2 separate regions of the Mus musculus genome follow, and region 2 is linked to region 1. A link is a contact called in public promoter capture Hi-C data. All regions are on one chromosome and are shown on one strand. The core of a region is the stretch at or near the end of the contact, and the rest is flanking DNA. Distances in the headings are between cores, read along the strand shown. Region 1 holds the start of Tlx1 (T cell leukemia, homeobox 1). Region 2 holds the start of Psd (pleckstrin and Sec7 domain containing).

What was found. Promoter capture Hi-C pulls out the DNA fragments that hold promoters and counts their contacts.
Region 2: a contact with region 1 is called in a promoter capture Hi-C map of embryonic stem cells, with 2.7 times the contacts expected there. The contact joins the promoter of Psd here to the promoter of Tlx1 in region 1.

What each region holds. Positions count from the first base shown.
Region 1 is chr19:45,147,673-45,153,326 of GRCm38.p6, reverse strand. Tlx1 (T cell leukemia, homeobox 1) reads right to left here and starts at 2,612. Exons shown (of 3, transcript NM_021901.3): 1 at 1,835-2,612. The coding sequence starts at 2,411.
Region 2 is chr19:46,323,886-46,329,539 of GRCm38.p6, reverse strand. Psd (pleckstrin and Sec7 domain containing) reads left to right here and starts at 2,384. Exons shown (of 18, transcript NM_028627.2): 1 at 2,384-2,456; 2 at 3,318-3,373; 3 at 4,527-5,264; 4 at 5,524-5,626. The coding sequence starts at 4,611. It overlaps Fbxl15 (F-box and leucine-rich repeat protein 15), which reads right to left and starts at 1,356. Exons shown (of 4, transcript NM_133694.2): 1 at 1,014-1,356; 2 at 712-865; 3 at 1-452. The coding sequence starts at 1,066.

The DNA.
Region 1 (5,654 bases), core at 1,363-3,862:
GCAAAGGGCTCCCTCCTGCCCGCCAGGCTGACGGGTCCCCTAGCTGCCACTTAGGAAATCTCCCTAGCCCGGGGCTTCAGAGATCCCACCCGCTTCCTCTTTGACTCCCCTCTCCCTTACCTAGGGACAGCAATGCATCTCTCCTCCTCAGTCTCAGCCACTAAACTTAAAAGGGCCACCCCTTAAAGTAGGAGGCCCAGGGTGATCAGAGTTCCAGGCCGTAGGGCCTGTTCTGGTCTCAGTCACAGCCTCACCATCATACAGCGGATATAGCTACAAACTTCCAGATCTGTACTCCAACAGAAGAGAATGCACACCTAGACAAGCAACAGGACACGGGGCAACACAGGACTACAGTCACACACTCTCAGAACCTCCTTCAGGCCTGACGCTACAGTTGACTATGACTCCCCAGAGTAGGCCCATGCTGATATCTTTTGTATAGTACACACACACACACACACACACACTCAACAGTGGGCTCGTAGTGTGGGTTAAAGTCAGTCATCAACACTGACCTGGCCTTAAGTAGGGGAGACAGATAGGCTCTGGGTCCCCTACCTCCCTCAATGAGAGGACTTAGGTTGTATTACTGAACCCCCTTGACAAGAGTCCTTCCTCCACAGTAACACAGAGACTCCTTCCCATTTCTGCTGTGGCCCCAAAGTTTGGTTAGGGCCCCTAGGGACAGCCTCTCTGCCTGTGCTGTCTGTAACAGAAGCAGAGGGGCCTAGGGTAACTTTGGGTAGCTAGGACAGGTTTAGTTGCTGTAGACTGTTCTTTTCATTAGCCTGCTTCAGGAGCCCCATCCACAAGCATCGGCCTAAACCTACTACCTCCCCTCTCTAAGGCCCAGACAGCTAACTGGGGCCCAATTCCTAACAGCTGTGTGCCCATGGGGGCCTGAACCTTCCTGAGGCAGCTCAAGGTCTAAGGATCCAAGGACAACTAAAGGCAGCCAGCGGGAAGTGGGCACCGAGGAAGAGGGTACTCCAGAGCTAGGGCAGAGAGAAACGGAAGCCAGGTCAGAGGGAGCTAGGGTGGTGCAGAGAGCAAGGCCGCTGGGCCAAAGAGTTCGTCCTCCTCTCCGGGAGTTGTCCTCCAGCCAACCCTCTGGTCAGGCGGGTGCAATATTTACCACCCCCCAAATAAGAGAGCCGACCCCTGGGAGGGATACCGAGGATGAAAACGAAAATTGGCCCAGCCTTGCGCTGCCACTGACTCTGAAGAATCTCGGAGGTCCAGGAAGAAAGCTCTGCTCCTTCACCCGGGCTTGGGGCCTTTGCGGATCTGCAGCGGCCCGACCCGCACGCCACAACTCAGAGCACGTGTGTGTGTGTGTGTGTGTGTGTGTGTGTGTGTGTGTGTGTGTGTGTGTGTGTGTGTAGTAGGGGACGAGAGGTAGGAGAACCTTTTCTTATGTCTAATTATTCTGTCTAATTCTGGGGCTCTTGGCCTCCGTCAGGAAACAGCAGCCAGGACAGAAAAAAAAAATTTTTTTTCTCACACGGGCATGCAAAGCCTAGACTGTTGACAGAAGATGGTCCTGAATCTACAGTCCTCTACCTGACTGGGCCCTGGGATCCCGAGAGGGGACCAAGCTTTGCTTCCACGAATGGGGTCCTAGAGGAGAGACAGAAGAACCCAGGCTGCAAGAACTCTTGGAGCGATTCTGAGCACATAGAATCCTGAAGGCAGCTGAACTTAGGAAACGCACGGAGAGGCGCTAGGCGACCTGGCGCTCAGAAAGAGCTTCAAGGAGCCATCAAGCAGGGTAGTGGGTAGCACAGAGACCGAGCCACGGCCAGGCGGGACGCGCGCGGGCCGGACTCACCTGTGAACCTGTCCTTTGTGTATCTGCGGTTACTCTCCATCCAGGGAAAGGTGAGGCCGGTGAGGTTGTTGACACCCGGCACCGCAGGCACAGAGGGTACTGTAGGCAAGCCGGTGGCCAGGGGCTGGGGATGGGCCACAGCTCCAGCTAGCGGCCTGTGCGCGGGCACCCGGATCACCCCTGCAGCGCTCAGCGCCCCGGCGCCACCGGCACCCCCGCCACCGCCGCCGCCGCCCGGACCGGGGCCGCCCGCCAAGGCCATGTTCACGTTGTAGGAGCCGGGCAGTGGGCCCATGCTGCAGGCACCGCCGCCGCCGCCCGCCGGACCACCAGGACCACCTGGGCCACCCGCGCCGTAAGCGCCAGTGCCCCCGGCCCCCGCCCCAGCAGCGGAGCCCCCGCCGCCGTAAGTGTAGGCGCCTCCAACCAAACAGCCAAGGCCGTAGTCTCCATCCTGGAGGCGCGAAGCGGGCCCCATGCAGCCGCCCTGGTCGGGGCTGTTGAGGATCTGGTCGATACCGAAGCTGATGGGCTCCGCGTGGCCCGGGTGGAGATGGTGCGGACCCAGGTGCTCCATGCTGGCCCCGGCCCCACGCGGGGGCCCGGGCGCGGGCGATCGCTGCGCTGGACTACCCGGGCAGCGAGTCGGAGCGCGGAGGCAATCGCCACCCCAGGCTGCGCTGAGACTTGAAGGCGAAGTGCGCAGAAGGGCCAAAGTAGGGGGGAGGGGAAGGAGAGAGGGGGAGCTGTATTCTTCCCCTCTCCGGCTTCTCCTTCCCTTCTCCGGCTGCTCGCTCGCTGTTGACTCTGGGACATCAATCACCGGGCGAAAAAGCCCTGAGCGAGCGAGCCTAGCTGTTTCGGCCGGGTCTCTCCATTGGCTGTGCGTGGAGAGGAGCGGGGTGAATGACAGCGCGGGGGAGGGGTTGGGAGGGGGGAGAAGGAGGCCAGGAGCCCAGACAGATGCCGGAGCCAGAGACAGAGGGACGGAGATCAGAGCTCTGAGTAGTTCCAGTGAAGAGAAAGGAGGAGGGCTACAGAGAGAGGTTTAAATGAGAAAGAAAAAGATCAGGAAGCAGCCATTCCCAAAGACGAACAGACAGACGGACCAAAGGAGAGGGAAATCAGAACCTTTCCCAGACCTGGTAGGACCCACCCCCTCACTTTGAACAGGGCCGAAGGAGTCCAGCCCACTAGGCCCCTGGGGACAGGTGTCCTGCCCAACTGGAGAATCTCCCCAAGGGCTGAGCTGGGAAACACCTGTCACTCAACCAGGAGATTTACTGCAACTTCAAGTCCAGCTTGTTAGAAAGTAGAAGACTGTCTACTCCCCAGGTATGGAGCCCGGGCCCCGAGGCAGGACGGTGAGTTCAGGCTTGTCCTTTAAAACAGGTCCTATGAAGAGCTGGCTATATATTGTTATAAAAATTAGCAGCCACTCCAACTCAGTCTCTTTAGAGAATTTAAGGAAACGAAAGTCAATCCTGAAAAGCAGTCACAAGCCAAAGGATTACTTTGGGGCTTGTGCGAGGGTGCCCGTTCCTCAAGGTACCTCTTTCATTTTGAGTAAACAGAAGCTCGCAGAAGCAATTCCTACGACCCGACCCAAGTGAATGGCTCTGGGTTTGTGAGAGAAAGGACTTAGTTCCTTGCTTTTAGAATCTTTGGAGGGAAGCCTTGGGTCTTAAGGCTGTGGGGGCGGGGGCTGCTGGGACGAGAATCAGGGAAGTGCGTCCAGGACAAATTTAGGCCTTTTCAAAGTTATGCCTGTGGCTGCCTGGCTGAGAGCCCAAGAGAAAAGAAGGAAACTCCCTTCTTTTGCTTCCTCTCTTTCCCCTCTCCAGTCGGGAAAGGTCTGCTCCCTCCTAGGAGCCAAGTTCTGAGGGAAAAAAAAAAAGCATAGGTTATGAATTCTGATCTATTTCAGGTCCATTCACTGCTGAACCTTCTGGGAGGTCTCTAACAGGCAAAACGCTGGCCTCACTCCTCAGCAAGTCTCAGTGGAATCTAGTTGTTTTGGCCACTGTCTGACACTGTCACTTGAAGGGCCTTCCTCAAAGACAGGAAATGTCATATATATATATATGCGATGTTATATGTGCATATGTGTGATATATATGTGTGTATATATATATATATATATATATATATATATATATATATATATATTGATATATAATGTGTGTACCCCTCCTAAAACAGCCCCAACAAATCAAACATGTTCATCTTGAGTGACTAATAAATTAATGGAGACTTGACTTGCCCAACAAATATTTGTGTACTTAAAATGTACCTGGTACTTTCTAGGTACTGGGGAGACAGCCAAGTGTCTTGACCTCAGACCTGTGTTCTATACAGACAATAAACAAAGAAAAAGAAGGATAAGCCAGAAGTCAGTATTATGGATAACTATAGAAACTCAGAACTCAGTAGCATCTCTCTCAGATAAATACTCGCCCTATCTTCAGCCAGGAGAGCAAATGCTCATTCAAGAAGATAGAAAGCACGAAGCAGGTAGTTGTTCTCAACTCTTTTGTTTTGTTTTGTTTTGTTTTGTTTTGTTTTGTTTTGTTTTTCAAGACAGGGTTTTTCTGTATAGCCCTGGCTGTCCTGAAACCCACTTTGTAGACCAGGCTGGCCTCATACTCAGAAATCCGCCTGCCTCTGCCTCCCAAGTGCTAGCACTGCCCCCAGGTAGTTGTTCTCAAACCCTAAGCAAGACCAGGAGAGCAGAGCTCCAGCCTACTGCCTGGCTCTTGTTCCTCACTCGGCCTCCTCGATACCTGACTTACTTGAGAAGTTCTCTGAACCTGATGAGCCTTTTCTGCCCTTTATCTTGAAAGATCTAGAACAGAAAGCAGCCTGGGCATTTACTCCGCATACCACATCCCACACTCGTTTGAGACCCATAAATACCCTAAGAAGCTGATGGATATGGCCCGATATTTTTACCAAATAAAGCTGAGTGAACGAAAGCGCAGACCGTTCCATTTGTCCATCAACTGATGGACACATAAAATATGGCCTGTCCACGAAATGGAGCACTATTCCACCATAAGAGGGAAGTGTCTGCTTGCTCACACCACAACCTGGGAAATAGTATGCTAAGTGAGAGAAGCCAGGCGCAAAGGCATTAGATAGATAATTTAGGTAAACTGACCAAGACAGAGAACTCCATAGGACAGAACGGTAGACTTGTGGTTGCCAGGACTAGAGGAAGAGGGGAAGTGACTGCTCCTGAGTACAGAGTTTCTTTTTTAGGAACCATTAAAATTTCCCTGCAGTTTGGTAGTGGTGGTAGCTGCAAAACTCAGGCATATTCTGAAAGCCACGGACTAGTGCACCTTAAGTTTGAAAGTATGAAATGTGAGTCACATATCATTTAAAAACATTCAGATATATTTATTTTATGTGCACAGAGCGTTTTGCCTGTATGTGTACCATGTGCACATCTGGTACTCGCAGAGGCCAGAAGAGGGCATCTGATTTCCTGGGACTGGAGCTCTGGCTGGTTATGAGCTACCATGTGGGCTCTGGAAACTGAATCCTGGCCTTCTGCAAAAGCTCTAAGCTCTCTCAACCAACGCTGAGCCAACTCCCCAGCCTCTTGTATGCCATTTTAAATAAAAGGCAAATCTGTTCAAAGTTCCACAGGAAGAAGAGGATTGCACTGGGAGCTCAACACCTAAACCTTTTTCTATTTGCAGCTGAAAACCGTGGCAGTGGGCCCTGCTTGGAGCATCCTTGAGGCTGGAGACCAGTGGTCCTGCCTCTGTTAGTCTAACCACAGTCCTGCCACATTAGACCTGGGTTTGTTTTT
Region 2 (5,654 bases), core at 1,135-3,634, 1.2 Mb before region 1:
TGCGGGCAGTTTCGAGCCAACTCTTGAACCGCAGTGTCCCCAACATTGGCGTTGACTGCTAATGAGAGGCTGCGGAGGCCCGCGCCGCGTCTCTGCGCCAGGTACACGATGGCCTCGTCCTTGAGTTGACGACAGGCGGTGAGGTCTAGCTCCTCCAGAGCCGGGCAGCGGTCAGCGAGGCCACGCAGTGCCAGCCCGTCCACCCAGTCACAGTGAGCGAGGGAAAGGCGCTGCAGACGCGGGCAGCCCTCAGCCAGCGCCCCCAGGGCTCGGCGACTCAGTTGGCCGCAGCCGGCCAGCGCTACGCTCCGGAGCTGTGGATTCCGTGCCAGCACCGGCACCAGGTCCTCGTCCGACAGCCATTCGTGACACGGAGCCAGCGCCAGCTCCTGCAGCCCCTCAGCATCCCGCAGTAGCCGGGCTAGTGCCGCCCGTGGAATCTGTGGACCCACCTACGGGCGGGAGACACGGAGACTCAAGTCTGTCCCCGGGGCGGGCCACTGCCTGGCAGCCGCCTAACTTCGGGACTTTGCCCCCTGCCCTCCCAGAAGGGACACCGAGCTCCCTCCGAGCCGCTGCCCTCTGGAATTCTCCACGTCTCACCCGGGGTCGGGAAGGGTTTACCGCGCAGCAGGGGCTGGCCTGGAGGCGGGGCGACGGTGGTACCCACGCGGGGGCGTGGCGTGGGCGTGGCTCCGGGCCCCGGCTCACCTGAGCGGCGTCGAAGCGGCGCAGCCTCGCCAAGTGCAGCTGAACGAGCGCCCGGAAGGCGCGACTGACGCGCTGCAGCCGGAGCAGCTGGCGCAGCGGGACCCAGTTCAGGACGTGCGGGAGCAGCACGTCTTCCCAGGGCAGGTCCAGGAGCCTGAGGGGGAAAACGGCGTTGACGTCCCCGGGCCGCTGTTACGTGCGAGTCCTTCTGTTATACCCGAGAGTCCCGGCTGGCAAGAGGGATCCGCGTCCGGCCCAGACTCGGCTGCCCTCCCTCCCTAGGCCCCTCCAGTGCTCGGTACCTGACAGCTCCTGGTTCTTGCTCCCCTCCGGACTGCTCCATTGGTGGCTCCATCGCTGTCTACTGCGCGTGCGCAGTAAGCTCCACTCGCTTTGGCCTTGAAGCGGCTGCGGCGAGCCCGCCTCCTTGGTCGGAAGAGACAGACCGATTTAATCGAGTGCGGTCTCACTGAGAATCCTTGTCAGGAAGCTTTTCGGATGGATCCCGAAACTGAGGCAGAACGGACCAGTGATGTACCATTAGATGTCTTCTCAGCTACAGGGCTTGAAGCCCGAGGCTGGAGTAGCGGCGAGCGAACACTGCTTTCGGTCTCCGTTGCGGGCCAGTAGCCGCCTCTGAGTGGTGATGGGAGGAGCAGACAAGGCCAAAGGCAGAAGGGGCGGAGCCAGGACTCCTAGGTTACCCAGTGCCTCCTTCTGTCCTCTGGTCGCCTTTAAGCGACTTTGGAAAAAGAAAAGGGGGAGAGGCTGCCCAGACTATAACTAGCTGGTATGTACTAGGTGCTCAATAAGCAACTGCCAAAAGACTAGATTAAATGGGCGACGCTAGGGCTTTTACTCTCAAGCACACTTGTTTAAACCTGCCATTTCTTGTGAAATGCACAATCATGACATCCATCTCTTTCCACTTCAGGGCAGCGTAGTCCGGCTCTTTGCCTAAGGACAAAGGACTATATAGGACCAGCCAGGTCTGCTTTCCAGCGGTCCAGAGTCCGAGAGGAATTGCCTGCTCAGTGCAGGCCACTAGCCGTACTGCTTTGACTGGTCCTGGATTAATTGTAGGGACATTGTCTTCCCAAAGCTCAACCACTAGGCTCCCCTTTCACTGCACCCCCAGATACTAAGCCCAAGTCCCTCTCTGGAGAACCCCTGGCGTAATATTTTCCTCCAACATCTGAGGTGGGTGTGGGGCATGCGAAAGACTGTAAGACCGCTGCATCCTATCTACATGATTGCGTGCCCTTATGCAAACATTTCAGCCGCTTCGTAACGAAAACTGCTTCCCATCCTTATCAGGGGTTTGGGTACATCAGCAAAGGTAGGAAGGACCGTCCATTTTAAAGACAGGCAAATCGAGGCTCTAGGGAGAAAGCTCCCTAACCAGGATCAAACGAAGCAAGGATAAAGAACCCAGAAATCCTGGTTTTCCCAGAATTCCTTCTACACTACCTCATTACTGAATTGTAGCATAAAGAGAAAAGCCAACTAGCACCGGAAAGACACAAGAGGGTGAAGGTGGATGAGGGGATTGCTTCCTCGTCTCAGTCTACTTGGGGAAGGGGTAGCCTGGAAGGATCTCTGCAAGATTGATGTGGGCGCGCACCACCTCCGGGCGCGCGCCTCCACACCCCCCCCTTTGTTCGCGCCTCTGCGCTTGCGCATTACGACAAATCTGGCGCTGTCCCCTTCAGCACCTCGCGGAACTCGCGCCACCCCTCCCCGCGGTGAGCCCCGCGCACCCCCGCTTCGAACGTCCTCGCACCCTCTGGCCACCCGAATCGACCCTCTCTTTCTTCCCAGGTCATAACTTGCCGGTCTTGGCCTTCCAAAGGAGAATAGTTACCATAGTAACTCGTGTGGCGTTTTCCTAAAAGAGCCAGACCCTTTTCCACCCTGGCCAAGGGCACAAGGTTTGCCTGTGCTTCTTGTCCCAGTCTCGGGGTCATCCCTTCTAAACTCTCGTCCCTGAAAAGGCGGGACGATTAACCTAGGCAGTAAGGAAGTTCCTCCTGGAGTCTGATTTATCCTTCCTCTGCACTCCGGGTTGGGGTTCAGGACAGGACTCCTGGGTCTGAGGTTCAGAACCCCAAAGTGTTTATGACTGCATTCGCTTAATGTCCCTTCCATAGTTGGGTCTTCTGGTTTTAGGGGGCGGGTCCGATCTACTCCGTACCGTGTGCTTTGCGTGGCCGCGTGCTTGTGGGGGCGGGAGCGCGTGTGGCATGTAACAGGTCATGTGGCAGCCTCCTAGGGACACGCGTGGGGTCTGGAGCAGGACAGGCGTATGCATCTGGACCCTACGTGTGGTTCAGATGATGGACGAGAGAGAACTGAACACGAGTGGGGTGGGGCATATGAGGGTTTAGGGAACAGAATGGGGTCTTCCACATTCTCCCTTTCCTCTGGTGTGAGTCTTAGGTAGTGACTAGGTGGTGACATTCTTTGGGACTTAGGGCCCTGGGAATGGAGGGAGGTTGGGGGGGGGGGATTAGCGTTGCTTGAGCAGAGCGTGGGGAGGGGTGGAGGAGGGACTGAGAGGCGGGCGGGCGGGCCTGGAGCGAGCGGGAGCCTTGCTGCTTTTACAGCTGAGCGGGGCCCAGCCTCTCTGCCTCTCTTCGATTCCAGCTCCTGACGAGCAGCGGTGAGTACTGGGGTGCCTTGGAGGAGGGCCTTCACAGGGGAGGTCCAGGCTCCTGTTGAGCTTTAAGAACCTGTCTGGCTGGGGTGCTGCTCCTGACAGCTTTCTCTATGCTGCTGCTTTGCCATCAGAGGCCCGGTTTTCCTTTATGGTCTCTTCTGGGCTGGGCAAGATATTTCATATCCCTGGAGTTGAGGGAGAGGGATGTGGTGCAGCCCCCTCACCCACCCAGACTTGGTTACTGGTGTGGGGAGGAGAGAATGTGTGTCTCTGATTCTGTGAGCAAATATGCATTTGTGTTTATGATTGTGACGAGGAGGTCTCTGATACACCTGTTTCTGTGTGCATCAGAGAACGAGAGCCTGAATTTTGGGAACCTCTTTGTGTGCTATTATTTGGTGATGTGTGTGTGTGTGTGTGTGTGTGTGTGTGTGTAAGATAAGCATGTGCTTTTCCATCATACACATATTTGTTATGACTGTGATTGTATGAGGGTGTGTCTATGAGCAGTACTGCGTGTGTACTGGAGGGTGTTGCCTATGAATGTGTTAACTACTGATACTTTGTCCTTCTGCATGTGTGTATATGAATTCTTGTGTGTGTTTATACATGGGTGTGTGTGTGTGTGTGTGCATGTACTGGTATGGAGAATAGAATATCTATTCCCCACTCAGCAATCTATGGACCGATGTTAAGGCCTCTTCAGACCCTTCCTTCTCTCCTCTTCCCTCTCAACACTCCATCACCCCCATGCAACCCCCTTTTTCTTCCCTCTCCTTCAAAGAAGCATGGTTTCTCCTATTCTAAGTGAGGGTCCCCCATAAGTGGAACTGTAGAGGATACATGGCCTCTATCATCCAGAAGATAAGATTCCAGCCTCCACCCAAGAGAGAGTTCCCGGCTGCCCCAGAACACAACTCCATGAGCTGAATTAGCTTGCTCTTTCACCATAAAGTGATGCTCAGGGCTCCCAGACAGAAGAAGAGGAGCCCCTGGAAGCTTTCCAAAGCAGGAGTCCCCCGGATGGCTGATCCCACATTCCCAGGATAGGTCTCTGGACTTTAGAAGGCCCAACCCACCTTCCCATCTCTGTCTCTGCTGCCCCGCCTGTCTGACTCCAAAGCACTCCACCCATGTTCTCCTTCCTCTCTTGCAGGCCTGTCTGAAGAGCATGCAGCCCCCTTACTCCCTGCCTGGCCTCGCCATCCCTGCCCCCCCAGCCTGACCCCCCGGCTCCAGCATGGCCCAGGGTGCCATGCGCTTCTGCTCAGAAGGCGACTGTGCCATCTCCCCACCACGATGTCCTCGTCGCTGGCTCCCCGAAGGCCCAGTGCCCCAAAGTCCCCCAGCCAGCATGTATGGCAGCACAGGATCCCTTATACGACGAGTGGTGGGCCCAGGTCCTCGAGGCCGGGATCTGGGACGTGTGACAGCACCTTGTACCCCTCTGCGAGCCCCTCCCTCACCCCATATAGCTCCCTCACCCTGGGGACCCTCTTCACCCACTGGGCAGCCTCCACCAGGGGCACAGAGTTCTGTGGTCATCTTCCGTTTTGTGGAGAAGGCCAGTGTGAGGCCACTGAATGGCCTACCTGCTTCTGGAGGCCTGAGTCGGAGCTGGGACCTGGGCGGGATTTCTGCCCCCAGGCCCACCCCAGCCCTTGGACCTGGCTGCAACCGGAAGTTGCGGCTAGAGGCATCCACATCAGACCCACTCCCAGCTGGAGGAGGCTCTGTTCTTCCTGGCAGCAGGGACCCCTCACGTGGACCATTGGTCCCACCCCAGATCGGGGCAGATGGGCTTTACTCCTCCCTCCCCAATGGGCTGGGGGGGACCCCTGAGCACCTGGCCATGCACTTCCGAGGACCTGCAGACACCGGATTCCTAAACCAGGTATGAAATCTGCCTTGGGCTGCCTGGGGCCCTAGTACCTCAGCTAAGGGACAAATCTCAGCCCCTGTTGGACTGAGGTTTGTCTTACAGTCACCCAAATCCTTTAATGTCCTAAATGAGCTTTTATTGCCCTCTGTCACTGTATCCCTGCACCTTCATCTCTGTCCCGTGTGGTTTTCTTTCTGGAACTCCATATTCTTGTGTCTGTCTGTCTGGTTCTCATTGGGGTCCTGTGCCTTTCACTCCCTCTTTGGCTCAGGGGGACACCTGGTCCTCCCCCCGGGAAGTCTCCTCTCATGCCCAGAGAATCGCTCGAGCCAAGTGGGAATTCTTCTATGGCTCCTTGGACGCCCCCAGCTCAGGTAAGGCTTGAACTTAGCCCAGGGGAGG